Regions from separate parts of the Drosophila melanogaster genome. Here all the other regions are linked to region 3. Evidence: chromatin contacts called from public Hi-C data. All regions are on one chromosome and are shown on one strand. The core of a region is the stretch at or near the end of the contact, and the rest is flanking DNA. Distances in the headings are between cores, read along the strand shown. Region 1 holds the start of AlaRS-m (Alanyl-tRNA synthetase, mitochondrial). Region 2 holds the start of Cbl (Cbl proto-oncogene). Region 3 holds the start of dikar (dikar,).

Evidence for each region. Hi-C and Micro-C count contacts between places; a contact is called where the count stands out from the background.
Region 1: a contact with region 3 is called in a Hi-C map of the Kc167 cell line, with 2.6 times the contacts expected there. A contact is called at or near these places in 12 of 107 Hi-C or Micro-C datasets (the D17-c3 cell line, the Kc167 cell line, the S2 cell line and 5 more).
Region 2: a Hi-C map of the S2 cell line shows a contact between it and region 3, with 6 times the contacts expected there. A contact is called at or near these places in 11 of 107 Hi-C or Micro-C datasets (the ML-DmBG3-c2 cell line, the S2 cell line, embryo and 4 more).

What each region holds. Positions count from the first base shown.
Region 1 is chr3L:5,144,480-5,148,197 of dm6, reverse strand. It overlaps AlaRS-m (Alanyl-tRNA synthetase, mitochondrial), which reads right to left and starts at 2,100. Exons shown (of 10, transcript NM_079208.3): 1 at 1,836-2,100; 2 at 1,600-1,773; 3 at 1,395-1,540; 4 at 1,137-1,340; 5 at 792-1,076; 6 at 1-736. The coding sequence starts at 2,003. Fitm (Fat storage inducing transmembrane protein) reads left to right here and starts at 2,135. Exons shown (of 2, transcript NM_168110.3): 1 at 2,135-3,003; 2 at 3,063-3,718. The coding sequence starts at 2,301.
Region 2 is chr3L:8,423,213-8,426,963 of dm6, reverse strand. It overlaps Cbl (Cbl proto-oncogene), which reads right to left and starts at 2,010. Exons shown (of 6, transcript NM_139967.2): 1 at 1,102-2,010; 2 at 151-558; 3 at 1-62. The coding sequence starts at 1,655.
Region 3 is chr3L:6,741,543-6,745,245 of dm6, reverse strand. It overlaps dikar (dikar,), which reads left to right and starts at 2,082. Exons shown (of 10, transcript NM_001274552.1): 1 at 2,082-2,220; 2 at 3,197-3,331; 3 at 3,456-3,544; 4 at 3,607-3,703. The coding sequence starts at 3,304. It overlaps velo (veloren), which reads left to right. Exons shown (of 9, transcript NM_206286.2): 8 at 1-215; 9 at 278-820. The coding sequence ends at 607.

The DNA.
Region 1 (3,718 bases), core at 851-3,350, 1.6 Mb after region 3:
GGAAATAAGGTCGGTGAAGGGTTGCTGTATGCGACTGCCTTGGGTTCGTGACACTTCCGCATCGTTGAGGAGCATTCCGAGGACTCGAGTCTTTAGTGGGGGTATTTGGTATGAATCACTCTCCTTGTCGAAGGAGTAGGTGTACTTGTGACTGTTGTCGGTGGGTGTCAGACGCTTCGTTAGCATCGCCTGAGCTTCAGCAATACGCTGCTCCGTGGCCAGATCGCAGAGTGATCCTCCAGCAGTCTCCCTTTGGTTGCCCTTGGCTTTGAGCTTCGCCAGACTGACCTCCGCCCTGTAGCGCTCCAAATCACAGTTCATGTTCTCCAATTCAGCCAGCTTGAGGAAACTCTCCTCGGTCAGGCCGTAGGTATCGGTCAGCTTGTAAAGGAAGTCCCCTGGTATTGTGTTATTGGAAAACTTGCAGCGCTGCATCTGCAACTCTCGATAGGCGGGCACGAATCCCGGGCACTCCATCAGATCGATGTCATCCAGATTGGGAAACTCCATAAGCACCTCTGCAAACGCTTTGGAAGAACTCTCTCTTAGATTCTTGTAGACCTCCTGCTCGTGGCAGATCAAGTCGATAACAGCCTGCTGCTTAGCCGCCATCTCTGGATAGGCTTCACCAAGTGTCTCCACCACAATAGGAACTAGCTGGGTCAGCAATTTGTCGTGGGCAAACACATGCTCCGAAATGTTGAGAGCTTTGCGCAGCACGCGACGCAATTTCTGACTGAAATAGATATTGGATTATATGCGAAATTTGCAGGGCATGAGTACAAGCTTACTTTTGATCTGGAAGCATGCCGTCGGCCAAACAGGCGGTCACCATGCGTGCATGATCGGCTAGTATCCTATAGCTGGTGTCGAGTACTGCTGCATTTCCACCATCCGGAAAGCTGCCACTGTAAACCGGAGTCTTGGCCGCCTGCTGGATGCCATCAAATATCGGCGTGAACAAGTCCGTATCATAGTTAGAAGACTTATTCTGAAGCACAGCCGTTAGCCGCTCAAAACCCATGCCGGTGTCCACATGATGAGCGGGCAATTGAGAGATGCTGCCATCGGCATGACTATCAATGCATAAAGAACCTTAGGCTAGGAACACAATCCACTTGAAGGCAAATCCTCACCGATTGTACTGTATAAAGACAAGATTCCAAAGCTCTGTGAGATCGGAACGACCTGCGTTCACCAACTTGGCTCGCTGCTCCACGCTGCCCAAATCCGGGCGATGATCTATGTGGATTTCGGTGCAGGGACCACACGGCCCTGTAGCGCCCATTTCCCAAAAATTGTCGGCGCAGCCAAAGGGCAGTATTCGCGAGGCGGGAAAGCTGCAAAGCACGAGTACTTAAGAAACCAACTTCTCGTTATGTAACAAGCTTTACCCCAGGCTCCTCCAGATCTCGAAACACTCCAGATCGGCTGGAATGCCCAGCACCTTGTCGCCAGCAAAGTATGTGACGTATAGACGACCTGGATCAATGTTGTAGGGACCACGGAGCAGCTCCAGGGCCATTGCACACGCCTCCCGCTGAAAACCCAAAGGTCTCGTGAGAAAGAAGTGATAGAGGGTAAGCTGAACGCACCCACCTTGAAGTAATCCCCAAAGGACCAGTTGCCCAGCATCTCAAAGAACGTGTGATGATAGCCATCCGTGCCCACCACGGAGAGATCATTGTGCTTTCCCCCAACGCGGACGCACTTCTGGGAGTTGACAACCCGCTTGTGTGGCGCCGCTGCTGTGCCCAGGAACACCGACTTGAACTACAGCGAAGGCCATCGTATAAACAAGCGAACAATAGCTTTTAATGGGCCTGTTACCTCACCTGATTCATGCCCGCGTTAACGAAAGCCACAGTGGGATCGCAAAAGGGCACCACCGGGCTGGAGCGAACGAACTTGTGGCCATGATTGACGGTGAAATGATCCAAAAAGGTTTTACGAATCTCGCGCGCTGTCAGCACGCGCTGCAGCTGCTTGGCCGAGTTGTACATGCCGCAGTTCAATTAAAACCGCACCGGCAATTAAAAATGCTCGAGATAAATCTCAGGCCCGAACAGCTGATCACATGGCTTGCCATTCGCCACGAAACCCGCTCTTTATAAAAATTCCAATCAGAGTTGCCAGTCACAGTGAAGCGTGCTCACCAGCTGCAGCTGTTCTATTTTTTACAGGCGCAACACGTACATTTGGGCCAAAATAAGAATTGAAAAATTACAACTGAGAACAACGCAGTGGGTGCTCTAAGCCCGGCGAAAAAGCAAACAAATTGACCAGTTGATCTGATTTGAATGCGCTGGCACTGTTTGGTCACAGGTAAGTGCGTCTGGCAACCGTTGAACTTTGACACGCACGATTCCTTCGCTTTCACTTTCGCTTTTCACTCGCAGCATTACCAAAAACGGCAGCAAACAACGCAGTTTTCAAGTGACACACTTTGGACCCGAGCAACAGCTCCAGCTATGGCCACCAAGCGACGTCCGCTGCGTCCAAATTTGGGCGGTACTGCGGGAAGTCCCTCCTCCTCCGGTTCCAACATGAATTTCAGGCCCGGAGGACCTGACATCACCAGGTCGGAAGCGCGCGGAACGAGGCCCACGGCCGCACCCACTAGCATCCGCGAGATCCTGGTCATGGGCGTCATCCATTTGTGCAAGAAGACCATATTCTTCAATACGGACCTCAAAGTAGCCTTGTATCTGGGCAGTCTGTTTGTGATCTCCGTAATCGGGGACTTTGTGCCCTTCCCCAAGACGTACTTCGCCCGATCGGACAACCTGTTCAACCAGTACTTCGTGAAGATCGGCTGGGGCTGGACGCTGCTCTTCGTGGTGCCCTTCCTGGTGCTCTCGGCCTATACGATTACGTGTGGCGACCACAAACGGATGCTGCGACACCATTTCCCGCGCATCGTCATAGCCACCTTCTTCTGGTTCTTCTGGACCAAGCTGTTTAACGTCGTGGAGAACTCCTACGGACGCTGCACCACAAAGGGTGGGTATACAAGCATCGTGTAATGAATTTAATAATAACTATCGCGTGTGCGCTTCCAGGTTATGCGACCAAATCGAGCTGTTTGAAGGCTGGTCATCTGTGGAAGGGCTTTGATATATCCGGACACGCCTTCATCCTGATCCACTCCAGCCTGGTGCTGATCGAGGAGGCGCGTCCCATCATCCGCTGGGAGACCATCAAGGAGCACATCCGCAACGAGCGACACAATCGCAGCACAGCCGAGAACTCGGGCACGAATCCGCTGAGAACGCTGAACGAGGAGCAAATGCGCAGCCTGCAGTTCTTGTACAAACGCCTGACGCCGATCATTCGCACCCTATTCATCGGCATGGCGGCCCTGCAGCTGCTGTGGGACATCATGTTGGTGGGCACCATGCTGTACTATCACCGCATGATCGAGAAGGTGATCAGCGGCATTATTGCCATACTCACCTGGTACTTCACCTATCGCTTCTGGTATCCCACGCCCGGTCTGCTGCCTGAGGCGCCTGGCAACGGAAGCTTCAGCTATCAGCGAGAGATACCCACCTTCCCCTTCAAGCGACCCTCGCATTTATCCACGGGTGCGGCCACCACGAGCTCGGGATCCAACAGTTCGAGGACCAACCTCAATGGCAAGGCGGCAACGACGGGAGTGCCAAGGGATCAGCAGATACCCACGTTTATGGGAATGCCGCTGTTCACCAGCCCCAAG
Region 2 (3,751 bases), core at 761-3,260, 1.7 Mb before region 3:
GAACGGCAGACGACAGATCCGGATTGTACGCTTGGCCATCTGGGTACAAGTAGAAGCCCTCTCTGAAAATCAAACATAATGATCAGTTACGAATACACTCTTAAAATACACTAAAGGACATTAGGTTCTAGTACTAATACTATCTCTCACCGATGGCCATCGAGCAGCGCCTGGCACAGCGACTTGTTCTGAGGGATTGTCTGCAGAATCTCTCCCTCGGCAGTTACGTAGCCGATGGCCCATTGGCCCAATCGCGTGCAGGAGAGCCGGAAAACGTAGCTGCCCGCCTTGAGGATGTAGCGCTGTAGGCGAGCCTTCACCTCGTCGTATGTGAGAAACGCCACGTAGCCCGGATGTGTGACGGCCAGAATCTGCCAGTTGCGTAGCAGGGTCACCCAAGGCTGGAAGAGGCGTGTGAAGACGTCGAACTCGAAGTTGGAAATGAAGTCGTTGCAGGTAAGATCGATAGTGGTCTTTAGGGCCATGGCCTCCAGGCCGGAGATTATGGGATGTACTTTGTTAAGCTCCTGCCGGAAGATTTTCCAGGGAACCAATGTGCTGCAATAGGAAGGCAAAAATGTCAGTATGTGCTATTATTTTGCTTTGGCACAAATATATTCTTTGTTAGAATGCGGAGTTATAAAGTTTATTTAGGGGAATTCGAATGTAACACAAAAAGACCTTCTTATAAATTACTTGGGAAGGGAGTTCACAATCATATATGTTTGAACAGCTTGGAAACCCGAGAAGAAAACTCAAAATATATAATGTGTGGTCTTTGTTAACAACATATGTGATATCCATTTTGTAGAATTGTCCTTTTAAATTGAAAATATGCGCATAAACATTTGTACCCTGGGGTAGCTGCGCTAAGACCGAACCGGTTGAAACTGGTTTGATTCAGACACGAAATTGGATATTCAGAGTTATAATTCTAGTAATATTATCCATATCAAATCACAATGAATGAATTGAATTATAACACTTGGTTTTGAAACCGCACTTTAAATTCATTTAGTTACCAATAATACCAATTAGACTTGGCATTGTTATGGTCACGATATTTCACTGTCCAATAGGTTTCCAATAGGCGCCACTCACCTGTTACCGAAGTTGCTCTTCCAAAAGTCAGCCGCATCCGCTTTGGTGATCCGAAATTGATCCCCGGCAAAGACACCGTTGGGGAATATGGCCTTCAGTTCGCTGAGCATGTGGGAGAAGACCAGGCTGAGCTTGGTGAGATTGCGGCGGTAGTGGGAGTTCTCGTCGAACATCTTCTCCTTGCCCTCCTTGAACAACTTGATGGCCTGCTTGCACTTTCGCATCAGGTTGTTGATGAACACGTTGAAGTGCTCGTTGGCATGGAGCAGGTGCATCTGGTCCTCGTTCTTTGAGTAGATCAATCTCAGGCGCTGGTACGTATCCGGCAGGATGTCCAAAATAAACGGTGGACTATTCTTAAGATTCATCTTCGGCTGCTGGCACAGTTTGACCACCTTGTCCATCAACTTCCAGGTCTTCTCCAGCGTCTTCTTGTCGGTGGACAGACGCTGCGAGACGCAGGCTTCCGAGATAGCGCCGTGCAGCTTGGAAAGCAGCGATGGGAAAATCTTTGGCTGCGATTGCACACGGGTTCCACTGCCTCTCGTCGCCATCTTTTCTCTCTGCCGCTGCGCTGCCGACTGCGCTGCCTCTGCTTCCTCTTCTCAGCTCTTCTCCTTCTTGCTGCTGTTGTTGTTGTTGCTGGTGCTGTTCTCGTTGTTGTTGTTGTTGGTGTTGCTGGTGGTGCCCGTGTGTAGTAGTAGTGGTGACTTAAGTACGATTTTCCCCCACAAGCTAACCAAACGCGATCTATCCGATTGGGTGCCCGATCCTCACGGCTTTATCCTTGCACCTGGCGTGTGCATTTGGGGCTACGCGTTTCGGCGACGTTTGCGTTTTTTAAACCCACACAATATTTTCGACTTTTTCAATGAAATCTCGGTATGACCGCGGCCGCAACGCCAGTAAATACCAAACGAGCTCGCACGGCTGGTCACACTGATCGAAGGGTTGCATTTCGCTGTGACGTCATCGTTGACCCATGTAAAATGCCGTTACAAAATGGCGAGCTTTTGAAAAAATTCGTTACAAATTTATTAAATTAAATAAACTAATTTTTAAAATAATTTGAATATTCATTTTGGGAATATGTTTAGAAATAATAGACTTACAGAATATAATCTATTGGTAACGATTTTCTTTTTCACAGTTTTCCTCCTCGAAAGGAAGTATTTTAAATTGTTATTACACAATGGAAGTTGCTGCTTGTTTAATGAAATTGTGTTAAATATATATAGGAAATGCTTTTAATCTACTTTTTGTAGGAAACCTTTCATGAAAATATGTGGAATCTCACGTTTTATAAATTAAATATAGTACAATACATAGGAAGGCACTATTTCTTGTATCATATACATCAACTTAATTTTAAGTCTTAGATGATCGATCAACTATCGCCTTAAATGCGACTTGTGTTGGAAATTGATGCGCCATACAAAGTATTTCTTTCCTTTTGAGGATATACTTTGTATGTACGTATTTTTCCTGCAGAGGCGCGAACTCTCCCCTTGCCATATAATTTCCGCCGTTTATCGGCCGATCCAGCATGCCGGGCATTATTTATATAATACTCGCACTGGTTTTGGTTGGCGATCGGGAAAAAAAAAAAAACAGTGATTAGATGGAAAGAAAACCCGCAGAACTGGTGCGTGGCTTTGGCCTTCTATCGTTTATTATGGCCATCTTTTCGCACACAAACGGCTGTTTCTATCTTTCTATTTTTTAATATGCACTGCCACTGCAGCCGCAATTTTCACTTTCCATTTTTATTGGCAACCGCAGGCGAGCGCCGTCAAATATTTGGCCAAAAAAGAAACTGCACGGCTGCCAAAAGGTTTTTACGTCTCCGCGCCAGCCTGGCTTTCTTTTAATTAAATTTTGCTCTTCTGTTTTCAGTTTCTTATTTATTTTTTTTTTTTTTGGCGGTCTTTTCCTGCGGTTTGTCCCCCTCATTTCTATGGGATCTGCAGCTCGTCGTGTTTGGGGTATTAGTTCTGGGCACTGGCGCTTAAAGCCGAGTCACGCCTGTCATATGCAGTTTGGCTTTTTCCGTCGAGCTGAGATCGGCTCGGCATTATGTTTTGTTTTGTTTTGTTTGGTTTTGTTTTGGACCTGGCTCTCTCTGATCTGCCCAAAAAGCTAACTGTAAACATTCACTTACTGACCTCTTTTCCCATGCGACGGCCACTTCCACCTCCACCTCCACTCAATTTTCTTTAATGCACGCGACTCCGCCGCCAATGATCTGCTTCTTCACCTTCCTCCACCCACCGCCAGCGCACAGTGGTTCCAAAACATGTGGAATTTAAGCACCCACAACGCATTTCCCAAAAATGATGATTTATTGCACAAAGTTTTAAGGGAAAGTACTCGTAAGAAAAAAAAGCAACATTAAAATTCTTAAAAAGATTGAATATTAACTTAAAGCTCATATGTCCCGAACCATGAAAGATTAAGGATTATGTTTTGCTTAAGAACATTTATTTACTTACTATTTATAGTTTAAAATATAACTTCATTTTTTATGTTACTAGCAAGTTATTTATTTGGGTAGCATTACTTTGTATTCCTTTTAACATAAGCTAGAATTACTTAACTAAAATATTATTATATCAAATATATAATACCTAAGACAATTAGATAAGGTCTA
Region 3 (3,703 bases), core at 833-3,332:
GGTTTGACTTCCTCACAGTGACGAAAAAGCGCGAGGACATTGCCAATCTCATCCAGCAGCTGATGGACGAGGGCAATCAGCAGCAACGCCTCATACTGCCAGTGATCGAGTTCCCAACGCTGAATGGACAGTTGGTGGAGTATCCAGAGGACACGGAAAGTGCCGAGTTTGAGGAGGAGGAGGGCCATGACGACGAAGATCCAGCTAGTGAAATGGTAAGTCTCTAAAAGATTTATAGCTGCCACATCACGATCGCTAACTATAATATTTCCTTCAGCATGATGAAAACAATGCCGGCACCGACATGGAAGTGGACCCCGTGAACGAGGAGCCAGCGTTGGCAGGGAAAACCGCCGCGTTAGCACCTGCGTCCACGACTGCGGCAGCGCCCACGGGTAAAAGATTCGTGCTGAAGCGGCGCCTGCACAACGGAGCCGTCTCAAGTCCGACCAATGGAAACGGCGAGGCTAGCAGTAATGGCGGTGCACTGATACCCCAGCTGGTGAGCACGGCGGCCGCAACGACGACGGGCGTTTCGTCCGGAGTCGCTCATTTGGGGCCGCGTGGGCCCAGCGGTGGACTGAAGATCCGGAAGATAGAGCCGTAGCACCAAACGATTCTCGCCCTGCGAGCTCGCGATCCGGATGCGCACATGCCCCACCTGCCTGCGCTGCTCCAGTTGCCACAGCTGCGGCACCACCTGTAAATACGCCATTACATTACATCGGTTATTCAATTCTATGTATCTAAACGTTTGACTCTAAAAAACTACACTAAACTAAAACTATAAATAAAGACTAAATTACTATGTATGAAATACAAGAAACTGGTGTTTGGACTTTTTAAGCGAGTATTAATGGGAAAAGTGAGAAAGTTGTTATAGTTTTTGGAAAGTCATTTGAAATGGAGTCATTTGTTTAAAAATAAATTCACAATAATTTGGTTTAATTCCTGAATTAATTTGCAATTTCAATGATCTTGAAATAACTTATTAATTTCGAACAGCTAAATTTATATGTATAACAAAAATAAGGGTTTTATTATATTACAGTAGTGCGTTACTTGTTTGTTCTTGGGGAGGCTTTCCCAGCACCACTTTATTTTACAACAAATTTCGTGGTCGCCCTTGCCCAAACCAGTTTCGCATGCCTCGCCATGTAGGCTAGAATCGCCATGTAGATGGCACCTACATGGTGGGACTCCCCGAGGCACGTTGTTGAACAGAATGCAATTTCGGCCGAAATTCGTATAAATTAGCTTGCAGACTTTTGCAAACATTGCATGCGCGCTCAACTTGAATTGCAGCTTTGGATGGTTTTGCATAATTTTGGTTAATCTTTAATTGATAGCCCCCCAACCCGCGATTTATGCCATGTAGTTACTTTAGAACATACATGACGACCTACATGGTGACTGGCACGCACACACCCGCACTTGTGCGTGTGAAGCAACAACACACACTAGCACGCCGCCATGTAGTTAACGGCGGAAAAGTTAGGTTAGACTCACAGCTGCTCTCGCAAAGGAGGGGTGGGAAGGCAAGAAAAAAAGACTGTTGAAGGAGGGGTAGCGGAGAGGCGAATGGCAAGCGAAAAGCGACCGGAAGAAGGAAATCGATCTATCGATAGAATCGGGGAATGTTGTAAATTGCGCATTAATGCTTACAAACTTCTATAGTAAACAAAACAAAACATAATACATGTATTGGCAAGCAGATTATTAAATTATTAAATTATTTTTTTATTAAAATTAAATTATCTTAAAATACTTTTCTTATCTGCAGAATTGTGTTTATGTGGAAAAGCAAGCATATTTAAAATAAAAATGTATTAATCTGATTTTAAAGTTTCATTGAATATATGTTTTACAAACTTAAATACTTTAAATTTAAAACTAAAATACACAATTGAAAACTATTTAATATGAAAAATATGAAAGGTGAACCGTTTTGAAGAAATAAAGTCGATTTACCAATTTAAATCCAAAACAAATATATTAACTATCGTTTAGAGCCACTTTGCCCCGAGTGCCGCATCTCTAGTGAACCATCGATGGCTGGCGTGTTGACGAATTTCAGACCACCACTAGTTATCGAGAGCCACGATAATTTCTTCGCCGCGTTTGCTGCTCGCTGAAGAAAAATAAAATTAACCAGGAGCGCAAAAAAACGCGAATCGCGTATTGTCTGCGCAGATAGCCAGATTAACGGGATCGAAACGGGTAGGCATGCCGTTCAATCAATCGATCGCAGCGAACTGTTTAGTGCGTGCTGCTATTGTTGTGAAATAATTAATAATATTTTATGGCAGATGGAGCCCCTCTGCGTACAACTATGTGTGTGTGTGCCCTGGCATCCGAGTGTGTGCGTGCGTGTGTGTGGAAAAAGAAATTGAGGGGGAAAAAGCAGAAAGAAAAGATGACTGGGAAATGGGCGTCTCTAAAGTTAAATGACATTTTCACACGTAACTGAAAAATATATATACGTGTATTAATAAAAATAAATACACACTGCCCAGCAGGCAAAAAACGGAGGCGGAGAAAAGCCGTCGGTCGTCAGCCGCCGCGCGCATGCTCCACAAAATTGGAAGTTAAATAAACTGCTATGTACGCCAACTAAATCTGCGCACCATAACCTTTCATCGCGTGCAATTTGCGGTGAAAAGCGGAAAAAAACCAACTGCCCAAAAGCCGTGTAAATTGCACATTATAATTGCAAAATAATCGAGTGCAGTGTAGTCAAAATAGTAGTGCCCATTCGCGGGAGCGGGACGGCATGCAAACGTGAAAAAGTGAGCGGTTCGGCTATTGGCTCAATGTACTGGTGCCGTCCCGCTTTGACGCACGCCTTGGCCGCTTGTCGGCTGTCTGTTTTGATTTTCTCTTCGTGAAAATAAGCGCGCGTACTTTCTTTTGACCTACCGTCCACCCACTCGACCCTTCCCACTCCCATCCCCATCCCCTGCGCTGCCCAGACCCTTGCGTGCATCGGAATGTTTGATAAGTGATAAAGCCAGATGTTTGTGTATATATCGCCGCCAAGTGTCCCAACACACACACACATGTTGCACACATTTTTTTTGTCTGAATTCTGCGCTCGCTCTTTTTGCCGCCTTTTGACTTTCGGTCGTGTAATTTGAGCCTAATTCGTTAACGCCTGACCACATACGTTATATATACATATATATTATATACGCAGCCCGACTTCCACACCAGAGAGCTACTAAAGAGGCCCAGGAATTGTTCTTACTGACATCTATAAAATCCCGCAGAGGAGCAACGTTTCCAATAAGCAAGCATACATAAATGGTTTCTACTTTCATTGGATTATTAGGTGAGCAATAAATTTACCAAATCAGTTCCTACTTAACAAAACCAATATAATAGTGGAAATATATACAACAAGAGTCGCAAGTTACCGAAAAATTTGCTAAATCACATTGTTTTTCTCTTCGCAGACATTCAATCATGGTGGGAGATACCGTGTATTTCGCATTTCTGTTCATTGTTTAGTTCTGCCTTTGATCTGCCCGACATCGACATCGAGGTGAGTAACTGATAAACACCTTCTAAAGAGAATCAATCATAAAAAACGCACTGCATCCACAGGACCTCGAATCGGCGCTGCTCTCCGATGGTACCAGCGATGAGGATCAGGTCGCCCTAGTGCCCGAGTTAATTGTGCGCCTGCTCAAGGGCTGCGATG